Regions from separate parts of the Gossypium arboreum genome. Here all the other regions are linked to region 1. Evidence: chromatin contacts called from public Hi-C data. All regions are on one chromosome and are shown on one strand. Each heading gives the region's core, a stretch centred on a gene start, on an enhancer-like site or on the middle of the called end of the contact. The rest is flanking DNA. Distances are from core to core; before and after follow the strand shown.

The links. Hi-C and Micro-C count contacts between places; a contact is called where the count stands out from the background.
Region 2: a Hi-C map of leaf shows a contact between it and region 1, with 4 times the contacts expected there. The contact joins the promoter of LOC108480959 here to the promoter of LOC108473496 in region 1. A contact is called at or near these places in 2 of 5 Hi-C or Micro-C datasets (both in leaf).
Region 3: a contact with region 1 is called in a Hi-C map of leaf, with 2.1 times the contacts expected there. The contact joins the promoter of LOC108468285 here to the promoter of LOC108473496 in region 1. A contact is called at or near these places in 2 of 5 Hi-C or Micro-C datasets (both in leaf).

The regions. Positions count from the first base shown.
Region 1 is chr3:16,252,050-16,255,594 of ASM2569848v2, reverse strand. It overlaps LOC108473496 (glutamate--glyoxylate aminotransferase 2), which reads right to left and starts at 2,027. Exons shown (of 14, transcript XM_017775087.2): 1 at 1,532-2,027; 2 at 796-964. The coding sequence starts at 912. It also overlaps the pseudogene LOC108471378.
Region 2 is chr3:17,134,200-17,137,744 of ASM2569848v2, reverse strand. LOC108480959 (60S ribosomal protein L27a-3-like) reads left to right here and starts at 2,023. Exons shown (of 1, transcript XM_017784121.2): 1 at 2,023-2,662. The coding sequence starts at 2,104. The coding sequence ends at 2,544. LOC108488146 (a long non-coding RNA gene) reads left to right here and starts at 2,972. Exons shown (of 2, transcript XR_001871724.2): 1 at 2,972-3,545. It also overlaps the pseudogene LOC108470938.
Region 3 is chr3:16,818,522-16,822,066 of ASM2569848v2, reverse strand. LOC108468285 (protein DETOXIFICATION 29-like) reads right to left here and starts at 1,529. Exons shown (of 8, transcript XM_017769179.2): 1 at 1,076-1,529; 2 at 440-981; 3 at 126-212. The coding sequence starts at 1,396.

The DNA.
Region 1 (3,545 bases), core at 778-3,277:
TAGTGACATGCAAAATAATCAACCAAAACACCAAAACATATAACTTCTGAAATTGATTCTTATAAAGAAGCACTAGATACTTCGAAATGAATGCTCCCCCAGTCAACAGTGGATTTCATATACTGCATAGAGGTTCATGTAGACATTTTAATTGTGTTTGACACAAGGAATCCCTCCTTGAGAAGCTTTCGGACAAAAGATGAAAATAGAATCAAGGAGGCATTTATCTAGGAAACTAGGAGTACAATCACTTAATACTCAAAAGGCACTAAATAAGTTACAATTAAAAAAATAAATAAAGAACTAATAAAAAGATGTCATAAGTACAAGCTGCATGTACTTGAATGGTAAATAAGTACAGGAGAACATGTCGGGAAATGAAACCTACGGCACAGAGAGAGGCCTTTTGATTATCACTGTCCTCGAGAAAAATGCAGCAATCAGCCTTTAATTAAGCTAAAATTTCTGAGAGGACCTGGTTAGAACTATTAACCCAGACCAAGGGAATCTTGTTAACTCCCCTAACTCTTACACCCGGAGTCCTTGAATGGTAAATAAGTACTCTAAGTCTAGCTCAAACTGTGATTATACTAATTATGATAAGTTTTCAAAAATATCTAAGAACAACAGTATGGTTTTAAATACCCCAACAAAGAATATGTAGGAAATAGGCATTTACACATTCTCTGTTGATAGCAAAAGCTAAAAGCACCAACATATAAAACTCTGCGAATTCAGCATACGAAGCAGAACTGCATGCTGAAATAAAATAAGAAGAAAGCAGGAAAAACATACCTTCTTCCCTTCCTTCTGAAGCTCAGAAGCTCGAAGATACAACTCACCTCTAACTGCATATTGAACTTTCTTCACGTTTTCATTCATTGTCTCATAGTCTAATGCCTTAAGACCCATGATGCCCAAGTTCCTTCCTTGAACTTACCAATATATGGACTCGGTACTCAACCTGTAAGAGAACTACAAAGCATAAGTCTAATTTAACATTTTGGTTTTGCATATAAGTTTATTAGTTGGCTTTCCAGTTCCAATACGAGAGTAACAATCAGCAAAACAATTCGAACGTTATAATATAATCACTATAAATTCGCTCTAATCCTAAATCTTAAAATCGGGTCTAAACATTTGAAAAGGAAAAACAAACATAGGAAAAACAAACATCGGCTCTAAGGTTCATATGATAGGAAAACATGCATTAATGGAAAGGATTAAAAGGAAAATCATAAAGTGAAAGAGAGCCTCTTGCGATGCGATCAATGCAATTATCAGTGAATATGGAGCCAAGCCAGAATACTAGAAAATCCAGGCATAGAAATGCATTTAGAAGTTTGAAAACAGTCAATAATCAATAGTCTATCAACAAAATCACACGGTTACCTTACACCAAAACCAAGAATCCGTAAAATTCAGGACCTAAACTCAATAAATCATGAATTACCAGAAAATCCAAACAGTTCACCCTTAAAACTAAACAGGGAAGTGCAGAACAGAAAAAAACTCCGTAAACGAGAGTAACCCGTGGGATGAGTGGAGTTGAAACTGATATCCCGAGGTGTGCAGAGCAAAGGGCAGGCACAGATTTTATGTGTAGTTTATTGTGTTGCAAGTGTCAGAGACTTTTTCATGTCAGGGAAAGGCAATATATACAAATAAAGAATTGATATATATAAAGATGTGGCAGTGTGTAAGGATTTGAAAGCAGTGGCAGCAGCAGAGCCACTGAAAAAGGGGATTTATTTTGAAAATGTGGGGATGCTGTGTTTTATCTTAAAAGATCAAAACACAAAGGATAAAATTGATCGGCGAGGTGTGGTGTAGCTTCAAACTGTGAGTTATTGGTAGATAATGAACCCTTTGGGGACTCCCTCACATCTTCTTTGGACTCATGTTCAACATTGGTCGCTCTCACCAACTCCCAAGTGTGGTTCACGTTCCATTCTTTAGAGGAATTTTCTCATCTAATGGCTAATGGCAAATGGTAGTAGTAATTTGGTCAACTTTCATGAATGATTATTATGAATATTAGCGAAGGTCAATCATTGCTATTTATTTATTTTTATCTTTCACTCTTGACGACTTACCATTAGAAAAGTGGCCAGACAAGATTCAAGAATTTCATTTTTAGTTAGAAACTTGTAAATTAATTGAAGATAACAATTACAACATTCTCATTAAATTTATTTTTAGATTCACAAAATTGTTAAAAGACTGGTGAAATGCTATCACTCAACATGATCAAATGCAGTTTCTAGTCCTTCAAGATTTAGCCCAACCAATCAGAATCATACATCAATACTTTGTAAGAAAACTGAAAATCTATTAACCTTGAAAAGAAGAGAATTCTACATAAGAAAATGTTGAGGGATTTAGTTAGCCCAAACCAAAAATCCTTGCCTACAAAAAATTTTTTCAGCCCAGGCCCATTAAGACGTACAGAACATCTTCCTCATCCTCCACTTTTCCTACTGTTTACCCTGTTGCTCCAAACGCTAAATGTCTTAAGATGGATGGCGAATGCCTTTTTCATTGGTGGTAATGTTGCTGCTCTATGAACTTCACCCGGAATGAACAGATATCAGTATAATCATATCACTTGATATAATATGAGACCAATTAGGAATAAAAAAATCAATAAACTTAATTGATTAACAATAAATGAATAAATTTTGATTTGTATGAAGTGATGATCTTGACTCGTATAAAATAGTAGTTAAAGTTTTTACCAGATGTTCATTTGGCATGAGTTCAAATTGTGTTATCTCATCCCCATTCTTAATATTGTATAAATAAATAAAAAGACAATGAATGAATATATTATATTTATAAAATATATATAAATATTTTACCTAAACTCGAACTTTCTTTTAAGAGAATTACTTTTGAGGATAGTAAATATATAGAAAAAAACAATTAATCAATGACATTGGATTTGCAACTAATTTTTAGATGGTACAAAATTTTAATGCTATCAAAAAACAGATATAGAAAAGATATCTGTAAAAGACCACTTTCTCTCCTCTAATTAAGAAAAAGACCAAAAAAATGCGAGAGAGAAGCAGGCAGTGCTCCATACAAGTTCATTATTTTACTTTGTGCGACATCTTTATATAATTTAGGAGCCTCTTATGGGCCTTACCACTGTCAATGGCTTCTTTGGCTCTTTCCAAAGCTAAGGAACGTCTTCTGCCCCATCACATCCTAGTAAATGATCCACAATTCCAGCATTCAAAACAATCCGGTCATATGCCGGCCCTTTTTCACCTCGAAGAGCTGCCAAACCCAACTCGATATTCTTCGATACCTGATATATTATAGCAAACATGGTCATTTGACAACAGGTTTTCAAAAATAACAGACATAAGAGACTGAGGCAAAGAGGAGTTTCATATCCACCCTTTGTGGTGGTTGGTTGGAAGGGGATATATAGAAAAGGATTTTTGAATTTTACCGATCTATTGGTTCTTGGGAGTATCAGTTGGTTCAAAACCATAGTCCATTGCATTAACCTCAAGCCTGAAACTCGGACGTGA
Region 2 (3,545 bases), core at 774-3,273, 880 kb before region 1:
TATTTTCCTGAATCTATTTTCTCCTTTCTTCCAATTTTCATTGTTTATGCTACTGAGTTCTTAACAAAAGGTGTGTTTCCCGAGAACCAACCGGTCGTGGTTAAGGCTAAGTTGGTGTCCAAGACTGCTGAGTAGAAGATTAAGGAGGCTAGTGGTGCGGTTGTGCTCACCGCTTAGGTTAGATCTTTTGATTTTAGATCTGAATGGCATCTCTGTTATATTATTATCTTAGACTTATTTTGAAATTAAATTTTGCATTAACATTCGTAATTTTGTCTCAACTATAGATATTATATGTGATAAGTTTTGAGATATGTAGTTCATCTAGTTGTGTTTTGTTGCATACCATAGATTTAGGTAGACATGGACTTACGTTGAATACTTATAGCCCCGAGTGCAATGGCTTGTTGTATGTGATGTATGCCATTAAGGTTTTCCTGCATAGTTTGAAGCGATTCAAAACTTTGGCATGGAAATTTATGATGATGAATCTTATGGGGGGACTAGCGATAGCTTTCTTTTGTGTTGGTGAATTTTGGAATAAATTTTACTCGATGCAGTCTGCTGGTACTCACAAGTTACTTGAGTTCAACTCGAAAAAACTTCAAACTTGCTTCGGTAATTATCGAGTTGAGCTCTCCTTGAGCCGACTTTGAGCGTAGTAATACTTGACTCAAACTCGCAAGCCTTATTGAGCTTTTTATAATTTTATATTATTAAATTACGTTATTATCCTTAATATGTATTATTAACCCTAAACTTAATTATTGAGTTGAGCTTGAGCTCGAGTTCAGAAATTAGTAAACGAGCTTAATCAAGCTCGATTATATCTTGAGCCGAGCTTAAGCTTGGCAGTATTTAGGCTTGGCTCGGTTCGATTATGCCCGTAGTTGAGCCATTAATCCCCAATTTCCATGCTGAAACCCATCTTATTAATAGGTGTTGCAGACCAAAATGCAAGTACGAAAAGCATATGTCTTAGCTGCCCTGCTTCATTGACATTAGCAACTTACTAATCTGGGAATGGTGTGTTATGTGTGGTGCCATTGCTTAATGTGGTCGTACGTGTTCAAGAAGTTATGGTAAAGTTCATGGATGTAGAAGGGAAAGAAATAGACATTTATTATGGAACCATAAATTGGTAATTCACTTGGTGACCATCTTATTTTGTAATTGGTATTTTGAGATCTAAACTATCTAGGTTAAAATTATTTTGAAGACGATACTTTGATCGAGTTTTCTTTATTTTCTAGTACTATTACCGTCTACCCGTAAGCATGAGAAATGCATTAAGTGAGTGAGGCATAAGGTTAATTTCTTGCTTGGTACCACAGTGATTTAAGTGTTGATTTGAGGCGAAGCTGAAACAATACATACAGCAGTGAGTGAAGAATAAGATGACTATAAAACAATAACCAAAATTTCCCACTGCAACCACAGTTGTAACTTTGAAATAAAACTGTTGCCAAGAAGGGAAGCAAGGCTGTAGCTTTGAGGTTCAGCAAAGAGAGGGCTTTCATTTTCCTGCTCTTAAATGTACCCCGGAAGTGAGCGTGTTGAAATCCACATGGCTAACGCAACGACGTGTTCGGTTGATTGTCATGGTTCAACTAGCTAAGCTTTTCCGGTATCGCGAGGCAATTTGTAGGCTGCAACGCTACCTTAAAAACTGTGGTTGTTTGTTACAACCCTTTCAACAAAAGCAAATGAAACATGATTTACTGGACTTATCACTAATATTATATTAGTTTACTTAAATTAGTAGTGAACACATTAGCCGAGCAAATGTGAAACTAACCTTAAGGCCCAACCCCAATCAAAATATATCCTATGCTAAATTTATCTATATATTTTCCCAAATATGAAAATAACCTCCTATCAGCAAATTTATAAAAAAAAAAAAAATCACAATTCTAGGATCCAAATGAACCTTTAAGCCCAACGTGATAAGGGCCAACCCCTGTTTAGATCCATCAAATCACAAAGCCCTAAAAGGCAAAACCCCATTGTCCACCACACAATAAAAACTGACAAAACCCTATTTTCATTTTTCTCGTCTATAAGCCGCGCTTCAGAAGTCCCGTTCAATCCAAGTATCTAACAATGACAACCCGTTTCAAGAAGAATCGTAAGAAGCGCGGCCACGTGAGCGCCGGTCATGGCCGTATCGGCAAGCACCGCAAGCACCCTGGGGGTCGAGGAAACGCCGGAGGTATGCACCACCACCGGATCCTCTTCGACAAGTATCACCCTGGGTATTTCGGGAAAGTGGGTATGAGGTACTTCCACAAACTCTGCAACAAGTTTTACTGCCCCATCGTCAACGTCGACAAGCTTTGGTCTCTCGTTCCACAAGACGTGAAGGCAAAGGCCAACAAGGATTCGGCGCCGATGATCGACGTGACCCAGTTCGGGTACTTTAAGGTCTTGGGAAAAGGTGTGCTGCCCCAGAATCAACCGATGGTGGTTAAGGCTAAGTTAGTATCTAAGACTGCTGAGAAGAAGATTAAGGAGGCTGGTGGGGCGGTTGTTCTCACTGCCTAGGTTAGGGTTTTTGCTTTTGGATCTCTTATATTATCATCTAGGACTTAATTTTTTAAATGAGATTTTACCATAACATTCTTAATTTTGCTTCAACAATATATGGTATGGTGTTTATTTACTTGTGTTTTGCTTTGTTGCATTTGCTTGATTTAAGTTAAGATGCGGAAATTCTTGATACTTTACTGAGATTATTATTAGCTTTTCGTGCTATCTCTATCGTCAGACCATTGCACATTCTGTATCAATCCATTCATTCCCAAATTGGCTTAACCTTCCAATGCACTGCCATTCTTTTGTTGTCAACAATGTTTTTCATAATTTCGTCTCTAGATTTTGTGATACATGAGGTAAGTCCTCCTTCGATAGAGTAGTGTTGGAAAATCTCCATCAAGAGTGGTCCCTTTGCTAATCAATGCTGGAAAAAAGATATTGAAATTAAGATTATTATCAAGTGCTTATGTCTGGACTGGAGTAAGCCTTTGGCTCAGTGATTTAAATTCGCAATTATTGTAATTCACGTTCATCATTTTGGTCATTGTCCTTTACAGATGACAATTCGCGATTGCATACCAATTTAAACTTTAAAGGACTAATTATTAATCAAAATTGAACATTTTATTATTTTTTGGGCTTGCGTTCCGACCCAACAACGTCCTAAGTTGTCCCCTCCAGGTCGACTCAGCCGCTGCTTCCCCACTCTGCTCAACCGTTTGCATCATAAAGAAACGAAGTAGAATGATGGTTGCTCAACAAATAAGTATAAACATCTATTCTTCTTTTGTCTCTGAAAATTTTGAAAGGCAGACTATCGATGCAACAGCAAATTTTTGAACCCTCCACTAAAATAAAACAAAAGTGTTGATTAAGCAGAGAAAAAGCACATATACACATGAGAACTTTTGTACCAAATGTGGCTTCGTTTGAATCTGATCGTTAAATTCACAGGTGGTTTATGCCTGTAAACATCGGCCTCACCTTTCTGGTTGGAATAATTCTTGGGT
Region 3 (3,545 bases), core at 280-2,779, 570 kb before region 1:
ACTTTGAAATCTTCAAAAAGCGACACTTATCTTAAACAAATATAAAAAAGAAAATTTAATAAAAGACAAGTAATGACAACTAGGGGTTAAAATGATGCTTTAAAAAAAGAAAAAGGTGCACTCACCAGATAGACAACGCATCCACAGATATATCAGCGTTTTTCAGGTATCCAGCGAAAAGTATCAATGCCATAAAATACCATACCTCTAAACTGCAAATGTTTTTTGTGTTAACACTTTATAAACTTAAAACATATTCCTTCAAATTTGTAATAATAATGATAATAAATTGGATTTAAACATGCAACACATGGGGCTTCTGTTTTTGTTTTTGCTTGAAACAAAAAAAAAGCTCCATTTCTAAAGTAACGTTTTTACTTCCCTGTTTTTATTTAATTTGGATTTAAACAAAGAAGCCCAAGTGTTAGGTTGGACTTACCAGAGCATTATAGCTGAAGCAAAAGACAATCTGACAAATCCCCATAGATGTTGAAATGCCTTCCAAGAGAAGCCGGTCCAAGCCTGACCACAAGTACCGCTAATTATGTACAAAAACTGAGCCACGTCTATGGCAATCCACGACCCGTTCAACACAATGGCTGCACCAACTAAGCCCCAACCCAGCTTTAGCATCAACAGCCAACTAAACAAACAGTGCAGAACTAACGCCACCCCGGATATCATCGCCATCGCCATCATCTTGCTTTGTGCCTGTAAGAACTTCGCCATCGGGAAGTTAAACGCGTAAGCAAACAGTTGCGGTATCATCCATATTGCGAATATTCCAGCGGCCTCCGCTATGCTTTCCGTTTGGCCTATTACCGTCAAAAGTTGGACCGCGAATATGTATAACAAGCTTAACATCAAAGCCGTTGCGGTGAGGATGACACATGATCTTTGCATGTATACCCCTAGCATATCAAGTTGCCCTGCTCCATATGCTTGGCCGCATAAAGTTTCAAGTGCACTTCCCATCCCAAGCTATTCAAGTTTTAATATCAAGAATTGTAATTAGTGTTATTTTTAACTAAGCCAGAGACCCAAATGAAAACGGAAATCTAATTTACAGATTTACCATGATGCCGAAGCAGAAACCGGCAATGACCGAATTCTCCACGGAGACGGCAGCGAGGGCCAGAGTGCCAACTTGGCCGGAAAATACTTGAGTGATAGCGCCGAGGGAGTATTGACAGACGCTGGTGAAGATGGCGGGGCCAGCCAGGAACCACAGCTTCTTGGACTCAATCAGGTATTCTCTGAAGAAGTCACGGACGCTGTTGATTGGTGGGATGTCATCGGTGCCGGCGGTGAAGGTGATGTTTGATGGTCTAGAAAGTAACTGTTCATCCCCGCCAACTAGCCGAGAGGAAAGAAGCGGTTGCTCAGCTCCCTCCATTGCCACGGGAGACGTAAAGAGCTGGAATACAATATATAATATCAAGTCAACCGGCCAAGGTATATATATATACAGACAATATTTCAGAAGGCGGTTTTGGGTAGAGATTGCATTTATTATAATATTTTCCACGCTGATCCAAAATTAATTAAAGAAATTTAATGCATTTTAATAGTACAACATTTTAGTTTAAATCTAAAACCCATATAAAATAAAGATCCATTTTGAAATTTTGCTTTTCTTATGTTTGGGCGTTTACATAAATCTTATATTTGTTTTTTCCAATTATTTTAATTTAAATTCAATACATGTGACTTTTATTTTAATTTATCCATTTGATTTTAATTATAATTATTTAAATATTTTATATATATAGTTGTAATTGTAATTAACTTGTACTCTGTTAAAATCTTAAACTTAATCATATGATTTTTAGTTTAATTAAATTCTACTTTTTTCTTTTTATTATTATTAAATCGAGTAGCAGTAGCACTCACATTAATTAAAAGATCACGCTGGTCTCATGGTCATTCATGCATGCCCTCGCATAAACTCAAGCAACGCTCGACTTGGAAGCCACAATTGTATCATGTGGATTGTTAAGATTTCATAGATCTGTATATTTGTTTTTCTTATTTAGTATTATATATTTATATAAATTAAAATATTAATTTATCTTATATATTTATATACTCATGTGTTTAAATCTTATTACTATCAACTCAATTAAAAAATTACAAAAATATCACCCACATTAAACCAAAACTCTATTTTAAGTTAAGATGGACCGCAAATATGTATAACAAGCTTAACATCAAAACTCAATTAAATTTATCACTAAATCAAAACTCTATTTTAATCTTTTTATATATGTTTTAGTTTTATCATCCATCATCAATTGTATATATATTAATATTGTTGTTGATTGAATTTGTGTCACAAATTAACTCGAAAATAATTTAAGATTGATATATTTATTTAATGCTCTAAATCTGATGTATTCATAATGTAGGTGATTAAGTTGGTATCACAAATTAACTTGCCACCAACTTAAGATTTATGTTGTTATTTAGCTTAATCTAATTTAAATTTCGTTTTATTTACAATTTAATCTAGTTTTTTATTTATTTTAATATAATATCTATATTTAATATGTTATTATTAATTAGTTTCAAACTATATATTTTATTAATTATTGTATGTTATTTTTAAACATATATCTACTATAATAAAATTTCTAGTAATATTATATGCCAAATTTTGTTCGATATTATACTATTGAAAAAGAATCTAACTTATCTGTTTGGGTAAAATTTGTTATCTGTCATCAAGAAGAAGATACTTATTGGTTTGAAGTGAAAAAAGCATCTCTCGAAAGTCATATGGAAAGCTACTGAAAATGAAACACCACATTCTATATCTAACATATTTAAGTTTTTATCTTTAAAAAACAATTTTTAAGTTTTTATTTTGTTTGGGACGAAAATTCTGCTTTTCATTAAACATTTGTATCACTTTCTAGTGGCTAGTAATGCAGGTGGATACAACACCCATTCAAAGCTATCCGGTCCACAACAACATTAAAAGCACGAGGCATACATGAAAAATCAACGGAAAAATTTTGAATGTTAGGAAAAAGAATGAATATGTACTCAAACAATTACTAGTAAATAATACAAAATTCATGTTTCGAAAATGTATGGATGCAAAGAACGAATATTGAGATCCTCTTTCATAAATATCTCATCTTATTTTCTTTTATTTTCACAGAAAATATTCTTTAAAAATATTTCTAACACACTTAAACCTTAATTTTTCACTTCTCTTCTAAAAATGACTTATCTAAGGTTTTAAGAATAAAACTTAGCTTATTATACCATAAATATGATAAATTTGTTCTTATTAAATTTCGTTATAATTAAATTTTATTATTATGAACATTTTTAGGATTTTACAATGTTAAATTTTTTTTTTTTGCGATATTTTAAATAAAAAAGAGATTAAAGGATTCATGTTGAACATAATTTAAGCTTCCCGGAGTTAATCAACATACCTGAAACTATCTAAGGGTTGTTGGTTTAGTTGCAAAATCTGCAACAATCAAGTTTGGTATTAAACTAGATTTGCTTGTTTTCTTGATAGTTCATTT